Regions from separate parts of the Mus musculus genome. Here all the other regions are linked to region 2. The links are chromatin contacts, called in public Hi-C and promoter capture Hi-C maps. All regions are on one chromosome and are shown on one strand. Each heading gives the region's core, a stretch centred on a gene start, on an enhancer-like site or on the middle of the called end of the contact. The rest is flanking DNA. Distances are from core to core; before and after follow the strand shown. Region 1 holds the start of Rec8 (REC8 meiotic recombination protein). Region 2 holds the start of Khnyn (KH and NYN domain containing). Region 3 holds the start of Psme1 (proteasome (prosome, macropain) activator subunit 1 (PA28 alpha)).

What was found. Promoter capture Hi-C pulls out the DNA fragments that hold promoters and counts their contacts. Hi-C and Micro-C count contacts between places; a contact is called where the count stands out from the background.
Region 1: a contact with region 2 is called in a promoter capture Hi-C map of liver. The contact joins the promoter of Rec8 here to the promoter of Khnyn in region 2. A contact is called at or near these places in 10 of 39 promoter capture datasets (the 3T3-L1 cell line, the C10 cell line, cranial neural crest and 7 more), 2 of 484 Hi-C or Micro-C datasets (B cells and the G1E-ER4 cell line), 3 of 115 datasets of contacts at active chromatin or transcription factors (bone marrow-derived macrophages, intestinal villus epithelium and memory CD8 T cells) and 4 of 9 other capture datasets (adipose tissue, embryonic stem cells, liver and 1 more).
Region 3: a Hi-C map of B cells shows a contact between it and region 2, with 6 read pairs. The contact joins the promoter of Psme1 here to the promoter of Khnyn in region 2. A contact is called at or near these places in 5 of 39 promoter capture datasets (the C10 cell line, the HPC-7 cell line, embryonic stem cells and 2 more), 5 of 484 Hi-C or Micro-C datasets (B cells, CD8 central memory T cells, cardiomyocytes and 2 more), 3 of 115 datasets of contacts at active chromatin or transcription factors (memory CD8 T cells, pancreatic cancer cells and trophoblast stem cells) and 4 of 9 other capture datasets (adipose tissue, embryonic stem cells, liver and 1 more).

What each region holds. Positions count from the first base shown.
Region 1 is chr14:55,616,245-55,619,605 of GRCm38.p6, reverse strand. Rec8 (REC8 meiotic recombination protein) reads right to left here and starts at 1,440. Exons shown (of 20, transcript NM_020002.3): 1 at 1,253-1,440; 2 at 948-1,060; 3 at 796-864; 4 at 566-708; 5 at 410-485; 6 at 1-26. The coding sequence starts at 1,003.
Region 2 is chr14:55,882,804-55,886,652 of GRCm38.p6, reverse strand. It overlaps Khnyn (KH and NYN domain containing), which reads right to left and starts at 1,711. Exons shown (of 8, transcript NM_027143.3): 1 at 1,511-1,711; 2 at 662-879; 3 at 1-161. The coding sequence starts at 862. It overlaps Cbln3 (cerebellin 3 precursor protein), which reads left to right and starts at 2,397. Exons shown (of 3, transcript NM_019820.3): 1 at 2,397-2,741; 2 at 3,067-3,186; 3 at 3,476-3,849. The coding sequence starts at 2,466. The coding sequence ends at 3,673.
Region 3 is chr14:55,576,519-55,580,174 of GRCm38.p6, reverse strand. It overlaps Psme1 (proteasome (prosome, macropain) activator subunit 1 (PA28 alpha)), which reads right to left and starts at 1,681. Exons shown (of 11, transcript NM_011189.1): 1 at 1,562-1,681; 2 at 548-580; 3 at 342-404; 4 at 134-244; 5 at 16-61. The coding sequence starts at 1,600. Fitm1 (fat storage-inducing transmembrane protein 1) reads right to left here. Exons shown (of 2, transcript NM_026808.1): 2 at 3,223-3,656. The coding sequence ends at 3,248.

The DNA of each region.
Region 1 (3,361 bases), core at 191-2,690, 270 kb after region 2:
GGCAGTTGGGAAGAAGCAAGCTAGGTCTGGGCGAGAACAGGGATGTAAAGGAGAGAGACTGAGGGTGAGTGGGATGGCTCGGCTGGTAAAGGTGATGCCACCAAACCCCACAGTCCCTAATTTCATCCCTGAATTTGAACTAGCATAAGGAAGAGAGCCCACTTTATTGGCTGTTCTCTGACCTCCACATGCATACAGTGCCCTCTCTCCCTACCCCCTTCCCGATCCTCTACCCCTACTCTCTCTCTCTCTCTCTCTCTCTCCTCTCTCTCTCTCTCTCTCTCTCTCTCTCTCTCTCTCTCTCTCTCTCACACACACACACACACACACACACACACACACACACACACACACACAATGCACGAGGCCAAGCAGCTTGGTATGGATGGTTTCAGTCCCAGGGCCTCACAGGTCAGCCTCCTCCATATCAATGCGAATCCGCAGCTGGGCACGATGTAGGTGCTCCAGGATATGCTGGATGTCTTCTGTGGGTGAAAACGGTAAAATAAACAACCTAGTCATGGCTCCTTCAGCTCTAGCCCACCTCTGGAGTCTCTAGCCTTACCCACAAGGTACTGGCACTGTTGAAAGTAGACCCTTATCACACCAATCTGAAGCTGGGCGGAGAGATAGAGGGAGAAGCGGGGGCGGGGCAGCCCGGCCACCGGAGGTTGCACTCTTACCAGCACATAATTGAGGATTTCCTCGCTGGGAGAACAAGAAGCCCTGATCAATGCAACACCCAAAAACCAGAAGCCCCACACCAGCGATTCCTCCCTCTTTTCTGGATCTTACCAGGTCTTTACCACATTCACATTTAGGTATTCACGCTTCACCAAACGGCTGCCTCGGGTTGCTGCCAGCCTGGAGGGGTGGGGGCAGGAACGGCTTGTCAAGGGGAGATCCCACTACCTGGCTCCTGGCATAGCCATCAGCCCTGTGCTCACCAGATGGTGGCGAAGCAGCCTGTGTGGCGCTGAAGCACGTTAGGATAGTAGAACATCTTTGCTCCTGGGTTCACCTTCCCTGCACCAATCCCGTTTGGATCTCAATCCGAATTCTTGAGAATACGAGATTTCCAGCACCATTGAAGAGTAGGAATTTGGACGGGGGTGTGGTAGATATGGATGCAAAAAGCCCAATTAGTAAAACGACTGACTATACAACTGAATTAGGAGGTAACCAAAGACACAGGAGCTAAGCATCCCTCCTTTGGCCATTCCTAAAAAGGTCTGCACAACGCGCACCATACCATCAGGATTCTGTCCAGGCAGAGATGCGGAGCTCCAAGAAAAACCCGGGCAGAGACACAGAACAGATCTTCAAAGAAGACTGAGTCCTCTTCTGGTCAAGAGGCCTTCTTCGACTCTGCTGCCCGCCACCACCACCACCACCACCACCACCACCGCCGCCGCCGCCGTAGTCGTCGTCGTTGAGCTTCTGGACCTTGCTCTAGGTCCTGTCGCCCTCCAGCGGGATCAGGTGCACACTCTCCAAGGCTTTGTACCACCGACAGCCAATGAGAAGCCGCGCCAGAAGAAACTCAAAGACTCCTGGAGCCAGGCAGCAGAACTCAGTTCCAGGCCATAGGCTCTTGGAGAATAGTCGCCAGCCAATCACGAGAATTCTGAGCGCTACCAAGGCATTGTGAGGTGTTCTGGCCAATGGCCTCTCGTTCTCGGGTAGTAACAAGGACTTCGCCAAGGTGCAAAGCTGACCAATAAACGGAGAGAAAATCCAGTCTCTCTCCCTGGCGACAGCTGACAAAGTATCTTTTAGGAGCCGGGGTCATGTGAAGGGCAGATGCCTTGGTGCTGTTTATGATACAGAGATGTAAGAGAAGGTACCTTGCCTGAGCATAGGACCTGTCCTTACTCCTAAATTTCACCAACCCGATTTTGTGCCCAGTAAGGGTCTGTGCTGTGCTAAGTGCAAGAAACTGTGTGAGGTGGCCTTTTATTCAACAAGAAAGAAAACAGCCAAGGGAGCTGTAACTACAAACTCCTATAATCTCAGCTGCTACTTGGAAGGGAGGCAGGTTCAAAGCCAGCCTAGACAATTTGAACACTAGCTCTAAGCAAAAAACAAAACAGGCCAAGAGTGGTGTGCACACCTCTTGAAGGGACTGAGGTAGCAGAATAAACTCTACTATAAGCTGCTGTACTTGGAAAAAGCTACTGCCTGCTGTCCTTGAAGCGATATGCCCCCCAGCATTGAGAGGCCAACATTCCTTTACCCTTTCATGTAATGCCAGGGCTAAGAAACCCCTGCTTGCAGGTTTTTTTCCTTTATAAACCCCTTCACCTAGAGCTGGGGTCACTCTCCTTCCTGTTCCATCAGGAAGGTTTGTAGCCCAAGCTCGAGCTTGAATAAAGACTCTCACAAGTATTTGCATCAGAATTGGGGGCCCTGGTGGTCTCTTGGGGAAGCAGGGGTCTCATGAGCTGGGCATAATACTTTTATCTCAGCAACAGGAGGATCTCTTAAGAGTTTGAGACTGGCCTGGTCTACAGACCAGTTAGGGAGAGATAATGAAATCCTGTCTCAAAAAAAAAAAAAAAAAAAAAGTAAAAAGTAAAAAGTAAAAACTGGGCTGGAGATGTGGAAATGTAGCTCAGTCGTAGAAAGCCTGACTGGCATATATGTGTATATACATATATACACATATGCATATTCACATATATACATATGTACACACATACACACACAAGGCCCTGAGCTCAGCTCAGTACTGCAAGAAAGGGAAACGACAACAACAAAAACCAGCCTTTGATCCAAGCACTCTGAAGCCAGAGTCCCACGAATCCTGTGAGTCTGAGGCCATGATGGTCTACACAGTGAGTTTCAGGCTAGCCAGAACTGTATAGTGAGACCCTGTTTCAAAACCAAGCAAACAAAGCCAAGAACAAAACAAAAAAATAAAGGTGTGTGCAGCCCTGTAACCTCAGTACTTGGGAGGAAGGACAGGAGTTGAAGGACAGCCTTCTTCTCTTCAGAGTTGCACAGCAGCCTGGGCTATCCTGAGGACTAGCTCAAAAACCTAAGAATTCAAAGAAAGCACATATTCTTTTTCTCTTAATCTTTCCTTTCTTTCATTCTTTTTTTTTTTTTTTTTTTGCTTGTTTTTTTTTATTTGTTTTTGTTTTTTTGAGACAGGGTTTCTCTGTGTAGCCCTGGATGTCCTGAAACTTGCTCTGTAGACCAGGTTGGCCCCAAATTTAGCGATTTACTTGCCTCTGCCTCTTGAGTTCCGGGACTAAAAGCATGCACCACCATGCCTCACTTAGGCTCTGATGTTAAGACTTAGTTCTGGCCAGGCATTGGTGGTGCATGCCTTTAATCCTAGCACTTGGGAGGCAGA
Region 2 (3,849 bases), core at 462-2,961:
ATCATCAGAGAGCCAGGAAGCAGAGGCACCAGGTGGGCAGATGTGCTCCAGGCCAGGCAGTCAAGGAAGAAACCGTGGGCTCCCAGAAAGATGCAGTGCAGTCTGGGTGGGTAGTGGATCTCACTCTGTAGTTCTGGGCTGCAGAGCCCCTTCAGGTATTCCTAGATAGGGAGGTCAGAGAGGAAACTTCTAGAAGCCATCCCTTTCAGATTCACTGCTCTCCCTGAGCTTCAAGCTATTACATCATCTAAGTAGATACTGTTTCTATTCACACTGTAGACCTATGGAAATGTAAGAACAGACCAGAGGGCTGTCAAGTGATGGAGCCTATTGGCCTTGGGTGCAAAGGGGGGAAAAAGTGGCCGGCCCCCTCTCAACCCCAGGGAATTCCCTGGCAAGGCCCACCTGTACAGAGGGGATTACCTTACTATCTCCAAGAGCATGAAGTGATTTGGTTCTAAAGCCTGAAGAACCTAGGCAGCACAGCAGAAGTGAAACCAAAATTCTAAATAAAAAGGTTTGCTGAGTTCCTCAAAGCTCAAGAGAGAGGCAGCCAATAAGATTGCCAAGAGGCATTTCCCAGTCCCTCCTCCGACTCGGCCTCGGGAGGGGCAGCGTCCTAAAAGGCTTTGTAGCAGCCCTAAAAGGAAGAGGACTTCACCTTGGCTCTGCAGACGTTCTCCTTGGGGCCCTCAAGCTGCAACCAGATATGAGGATTCTCTGGGCAGTCTTTGGAGAGGACGCTCATTCCCACGTTGAAGATACGCTCCAAGCGAGTCTGCTGCTCCCGAACCTTGTCCTCGGCCTCCGCAGACACCGCAAAGCGGTCGGGAGTCGGGGAGGCAAACCCCCAAGTAGACATGGCTTCTACCTGGAGTCCTGGAAGGGCAGAGGCAATCTCAAAGTCTCTGTCTCCCTTCAACCCAAATCCTAATCACATGGCATACATCCAACAATCAACAGGTCGCACCTAGTGACAGAACTGGTAAACAACCCCAGGAGATAGCAAGTCCACCTCGCGGGTGGAGAATATAGAAAATCATCTATACACAGGCCTCTCCCTGAGAGTAAGCCCTTCTTAAACAGGGCTAGCTGGGGTGGGCGACTGGCCAGAGAAAACTGATGACCACCGCCCTGAGAAGGGACGAGTTGAGAGGGCCTCCAGCTCATTTTGAGGGTCACAAGAAGTGGGTGGTTTGAGGAAAGAGTCCCAGAGCTGAGAGGTCTCGGATTTTTTGAGTAGAGGAGGGCCTCTTGGGAAATGAATACGCGCCAGAGGCTCTAACAGTGTAGTCCTGGGGTGGGGGTTTCCCCTATCCGCCTTATTCCTTCACTAACCACTCCCACCTCCCCGCCCCCGCCCCCCCTCCTCGTTTGTCCACTGTCAAGCATCCCACCCGGGGCCCAGGGGCATAGCCCGCCCTCCCACAGCCTGCGGCGGCCGCCCCCAGCCCGACCACCCTCCCGCCACGGCCTTCAGCTCCCGATCGCCCGGAAGGGGGACGCCTACCGCCAAAGCCGCGAGTTCCGCCCGCTCCTCTAGGTGCCCGCGGCGGGGGAGGAGGGGCCCGCGTTTCTCCCGCGCCCCAGGGGCCTGGGGCTGGGAGCCCGAATCTGGGAGGGCCTTCTCGGATCCTTCACCCAACCTAGACTTCTCTCGTCAACAACGCGTTGTGGCTTTGGAGTCACTTTCCGGCCCGGGGCGGAGCCAGCTCGGCTCCTCCCCCGCTAGGGCCGCACTGGCCAGGGCTCGGGGCAGGGCTGCGCTCCTCCTCCCCGGCTCGGCCTGCTGTCCTGCTGCCGAGCGACCCGCCCTCCACATCCCCTGCGGGGCCTACCGGGTCACAGACACTCACCCCACCCCCAACGCCTCCTGCCAACTCTCACGTTCGCCTCCAGTTCCTGGGGTCCTTGGGAGTTCTGCAGTTGATGGTTCCAAGAGAAGTGACTGGTCCAGAGTCACAAGAGAATCCTGCCCTTGACACAAGCACTTTCACCAAGTAGATAGAGTTGGGGGAGTAGGGGGGGAAGGGGGGGGAGATGAGGACACACACCTTGCCACAATAAGGAAAACCCCATGGAGAAAGACTGAAAAGGAGAAGATGAGAAAGGAATTGAAGAAATTTTGTTTCGTGTGTGTGTGTGTGTGTGTGTGTGTGTGTGTACACACCCTTGTGTGGCTAGAGCCCTCATATCCTCTCTCCATTCCTCTTCTCCCTCCCAGGGCCCAACTGCTGTCACTCCATGCTCTGCCAAGGAGGAGGGATCCGCAGAGACAGCAGTAGTAAGGCCAGGCAGAGCTGTGGGACACAAAAAGATACAGGGAGGGGAGTGCCCGGGCTAGGTGCCAGACTCACAGAGGACAGCAGAGCAGGGCAGGAGTACTGAAGCCTTGAAGCAGAGGGGGGAGAGCCAAGGGGACAGAAGACAGGAAAATCTGTGAGTTACAGAGGCACCTAGCAAGGATGGGGACGGAATGGCACAAACCCAAGCTGTCCTTGGCCCTGGTGCTTCTGACCCTGGAGGCTGGGTGGGCTCAAGAAGGGTCAGAGCCTGTCCTACTGGAGGGGGAGTGCCTGGTGGTCTGTGAGCCAGGCCGACCTACTGCAGGAGGACCTGGGGGTGCAGCCCTGGGAGAGGCACCCCCAGGACGAGTGGCGTTTGCTGCAGTCCGAAGCCATCACCATGAACCAGCAGGAGAAACCGGCAACGGTACCAGTGGTGCCATCTACTTCGACCAGGTAATCCCTCTGCCTCTGTCCGGAAGACATGCAAGGACCTGGACTCTACTGTCCAAGCCCCTTTGCATCCCTCGGACTCCAAGGAAACCATTACCTGCATCTCTTGCACCACCTTCCTCTAAGATGGCCACTGACCGTTGGTTGGCCTTCTTTCATTCATACACACAGCACCGTAGCCCTTCCTCATAGTTTTTGACTCTACACATTCCTGTCACACCCGTTTGCCACCCCTTCTCTCCTCACCCACTGCACAAATGCCAACCCAGTGATGCTCCTGAGCTCCCGGCACCCAGAATCCCTCTCAACACAATCTGCTTCCCCACAGGTACTGGTCAATGAGGGCGAGGGCTTTGATCGGACCTCGGGCTGCTTCGTGGCCCCTGTCCGTGGAGTCTACAGCTTCCGATTCCACGTGGTCAAGGTGTACAACCGCCAAACTGTCCAGGTGACCTAAGTGCCAGTCCACCTCCGGGGGGAAGGGAGGGTCATAGTGGACCGCAGCACATCCCTGGATAGCCCTTCTGTTGGACCTGTATCCCAGGGACCAGGAGCAAGGGAGGAAAGGCTAGCAGGGTATGGCAGATGTACAGAACCCAACACTGGCCACCCCTCAGTGCTCACTGGAGAGCCCACTGACCCTCAAGTTCCCAAAAGAAAACTCTTGGGAGGATGGGGGGCGGGGTGTCCTGAGCTAAGGACTAGGACATAGATGCTAACTGGGCTCCCCTCCCCAGGTGAGTCTGATGCTGAACACATGGCCGGTCATCTCAGCCTTTGCAAATGACCCTGATGTGACCCGAGAGGCAGCCACAAGCTCTGTGCTGCTTCCCCTGGACCCGGGGGACCGTGTGTCCCTGCGCCTGCGTCGGGGGAATCTTCTGGGTGGCTGGAAGTATTCGAGCTTCTCAGGCTTCCTCATCTTCCCACTCTGAGGACCCAAGCCTTTAAACGGAGATGTCTAGCATCTTTCTGCCCTTCCCTGCCCCAGAAACAAAGTATCTTTGGAGCAAGAGAAAGGCCCCCTCCAGGCTGCCTACGGCCCACCTCCTTGCATGAGATCATAGTTAAACACCCAAGGCTAGGAGCAGAGCAGAGCTACGGAACCTCT
Region 3 (3,656 bases), core at 432-2,931, 310 kb after region 2:
CTCGCTTCCCCGTACCTTTGTCGTCTTCGTCCCCTTTCTTCTTCTCTTCCTTCTCTTCCTTCTGTAGGGAGGAAGACAGGACTGAGGCTGATGCTCTCTATGGCTGGCCCACCTCCCAGGTCTCCCAGCTTGCCTCCTGTTGCTTCTTCCGCTCCTCCTTCTCTTTCTCTTTGACTGGATCGGGTACTGGGATGTCCAATGGAGCCTTCAGATTGCTCAGGTTGGCTTCATTGAGAGCTGGCTCCTAGTGGTACGGCTGGAGATGAGGGTGTTCCTCTCATCTCACCCCACCCCCATCCCTGGGCTCCTCTTGAGTCCTTGCCTGGGGAGCCCCCGAGTACCTTTAAGAACGCATCCAACTCTGAGATTTTCTTGGGAAAATAGCTCCCAAGCAGGTTCTCTGTCTGGGTAAGACAGTGGAGGAGGACAGGGTCAGAAGCAAACACCCTTTCCAAGGCAGTGATGTAAGGGCTCACACTGCCCAGCGAGGGAGGCCAGAGTTGGGGGAGCTGGGTGGGGGTGGGGTCCCTGATGAGTTAGGTCTTACCTTGCTACACAGGTCTTCACGGAACACATCCACCTGTAGGGTATAGATAGGCAACCCTTCAGAAACCTAGCTTTAAGGCTAGTTCTTTTGAGGACAGTTCCCTTTAGGTGTAGGGGCTGACTTGGGGAATAGAGAAGCCACATCTGAAGAAAGTCAGATGGGTCCCTATATAGGGTGGCCTGGGGTGGTATGGTAGTTTTCAGCACACCTGAATCAGGGAAGAGTTCAATGGATCCCCAAGGGAGGCTGAATTTGGGGATAAGAATATTTCTGGGCAAGCTGGGTGTGATGGCACACGCCTTTAATCCCAGCACTCAGGAGGCAGAGGCAGGTGGATTTCTGAGTTCAAGGCCAGCCTGGTCTACAAAGTGAGTTCTAGGACAGCCAGGGCTACACAGAGAAACCCTGTCTCGAAAAACAAAACAATCAAAAAATATATATGTATGTGTGTGTGTGTATGTATATATATATTTATTTATTTCTGGGTCACCAGAGTTGTGCAAGAGGCGATAAGAGAGCCCTGTGGCCAGGCGTGGTACCACAGGCCTTTAATCCTAGCACTCCAGAGGTACAGACAGGTGGAACTCTGAGTTCAAGGCCAGCCTGGTCTACATATCCAGTTTCAGGAAAGCCAGAGCTACATAATAGAGGGACCCTGTCTCAAACCAAACAGAACCCTAAGACAGTGGGCAGAGAGAGTGCAGGTGCGTGCCCTTTCCGAGGGAAAGTCTGAGGTGGCTAGGGCAAGTCCCTCTCAAGGTCTCTGTGTGTAGCCCTGGCCCCAAGCCAGCAGACTTCACACTAGCTTCTAGGCTCCATTTCACCCCACTGGACCACAGCCGCCTCACCTACTCCCAAGGGATCAGGTGCTTCTGGCAGTAGCTAGGGAGCAGAACCCCCCCAACCCCCACTCAGGTGAGGGGGGCTAGGAAGTGGGCTCCCCCAGAGCTCTGGTCTGCTCTGAACCACGCCTCTCTAAAGCCTCTACTCCCCACTCGAACCCGCAACGCTCACCTTGGCTTGGGCTTCGGGATGGACCCTCAGTGTGGCCATGGCCAGAGCCGGGGGGTGGTGGTGAGCGCCGCACGAGGAACCTGGGGTGGGCAGCGGGAAGGGAAAGCGAAAGCACAGCTCGAAACCTGCACGGCCTTCCTGGGTTTGGGGAGTGGAGGGACTGGAGGAGGCGGGGACAGCCTACTGAGAGGCGGGGGCTCCGCCAGCAGCCGGAGTAGCGTTTCCGCCCGGCGCTCGGGTCTCTCCGTTTGGCAGCCAGGCCCGCCTCCCAACCAACGCCAGCACCCCTGCCCCTTCCCATCCTCGCCTGCCATTTCCCGGCACCCCCTGCTTCTGCTAGGGCCAGGGCAATAAATAAGCCTTACATGGGGGTTTAAAATCCTTAATGATCTGGAGTATGATCTGGTCTCTCTTCGTCTTCCCAGCGTGGTCCCCTGCCTAATATACTCCCGCCCACCAGACGATTATGCGGAGATGCTGGCACCATCCTTATACAAGAGTCAATCAGCTCTGCACAAAGCCATTGTGGCACCCTCTATTCCCCAATAAACCACTCCCCCACAGCAGGGACTCAGGCCTCTATGATAAAATCCATAAAGACTTTTCTTTCACAATCCTCTTCAAGTCCATTGCTTTCCACACTCATTCATTACACAAGCAAATACTTGTAGGCAGTGTTTATTCAGCTCCAAGGACTCTGCCCTTGAGAAATCTGCAACACTCTTCCCCTTAATGTCCTCACCCAGTTCTCAGCTTGGATGTCAATTTTTCTGAGAGAATGTTCTGCCATCATTCTTCAAATGTTCCGCCACCATTTTTCAGAAAGTACTTTCCCCGCTCAGTACGGCCACTGGCACCTGTGACTCTGATACCAGCCATTTTTGTTGTTGTCATTTGTTTTGTTTTTGAGTCAGGATAATACAATGGTTTAAACAGGAGCCAGGCAAACTTTCTGCAAGGGCTTAGTGATAGCTATTTAGTTTTGGGAAGTGTTAATATGCGGGTAGTAATATAGTAATTATGTGTATGTATGTATATACAAATATGTGTGTGTATATATATATATGTGTGTGTGTGTGTGTGTGTGTGTGTATAAAATCAGAATAGTAATAACCCTGAAAGGAAAGCAGCTCACGAAATTAATTAGTGCAGATGACTTTCAATAGAACTGCCCGGTGTAGTGGCACACGCCTTTAGTCCCAGCACTTGGGAGGCAAAGGCAGGCAGATTTCTGAGTTCGAGGCCAGCCTGGTCTACAGAGTGAGTTCCAGGACAGCCAGGGCTACACAGAGAAACCCTGTCTGGAAAAACCAAAAATAAAATAAAATAAATAAATGAATTATTAACTTATGGATTGGAGATTTTGAGTTTCATGTAATTTTCACACATCCAGAAATATTTTTCCAACTTTTTCTTTCCCGAGACCAGGTTTTTCTGTGTAGCCCTGGCATCCGCAGAGGGAAGCTGGTGCATCTAAAGGCTGCTTTAGTGGTACCGTCCCTCGACATCACAGCCCCCGAAAGACCCGGAAACCAACAGGATGGAAGTCACGTACAGGAAAACACAGGTCAGCAACTTCAAGAAATGATGAGGAAGGAACTTGAGCATCTTACCCTTCCCATTCTCTCTCTCGTCCCGAAAAGAATCGGAGGAGACAGAGCCAGGCCTGGTATGCTTTTATTTCTTTCAGTTATGTTTGCGCATTGAGCGGGATCGAGGGAAGAGCCCGTGGCCTGGGATCCCAGGGGACCAGGGTTGATGGTACCAGCTGCCATAGGTAAGGTACCAGGCAAACGTGCCTACTGCCGCACCCACCACCTTGTGGGTATATTGATGGAAATAGATGACCGTGCAGAGCAGCAGGAAGTTCCAGAGGCCCAGCAGCAGCACATTGAGTAGGAAAACAAGACGCAGTGGGGCGCCAGCTGGTAGCCCATGGGCCAGGTACTTGGCAAACACAGCGGCTTCCTCAGCCATGAGGAGGCAGCAGAAGGTGAGGAGGAAGGTGTGGGAGGAGACAGTGTAGCCCCTCCACTGGTGGCCGGCTGCCAGGCAACTCTTGCGGTCGGGCAGCTCATGCAGCAATAGGCCCTGG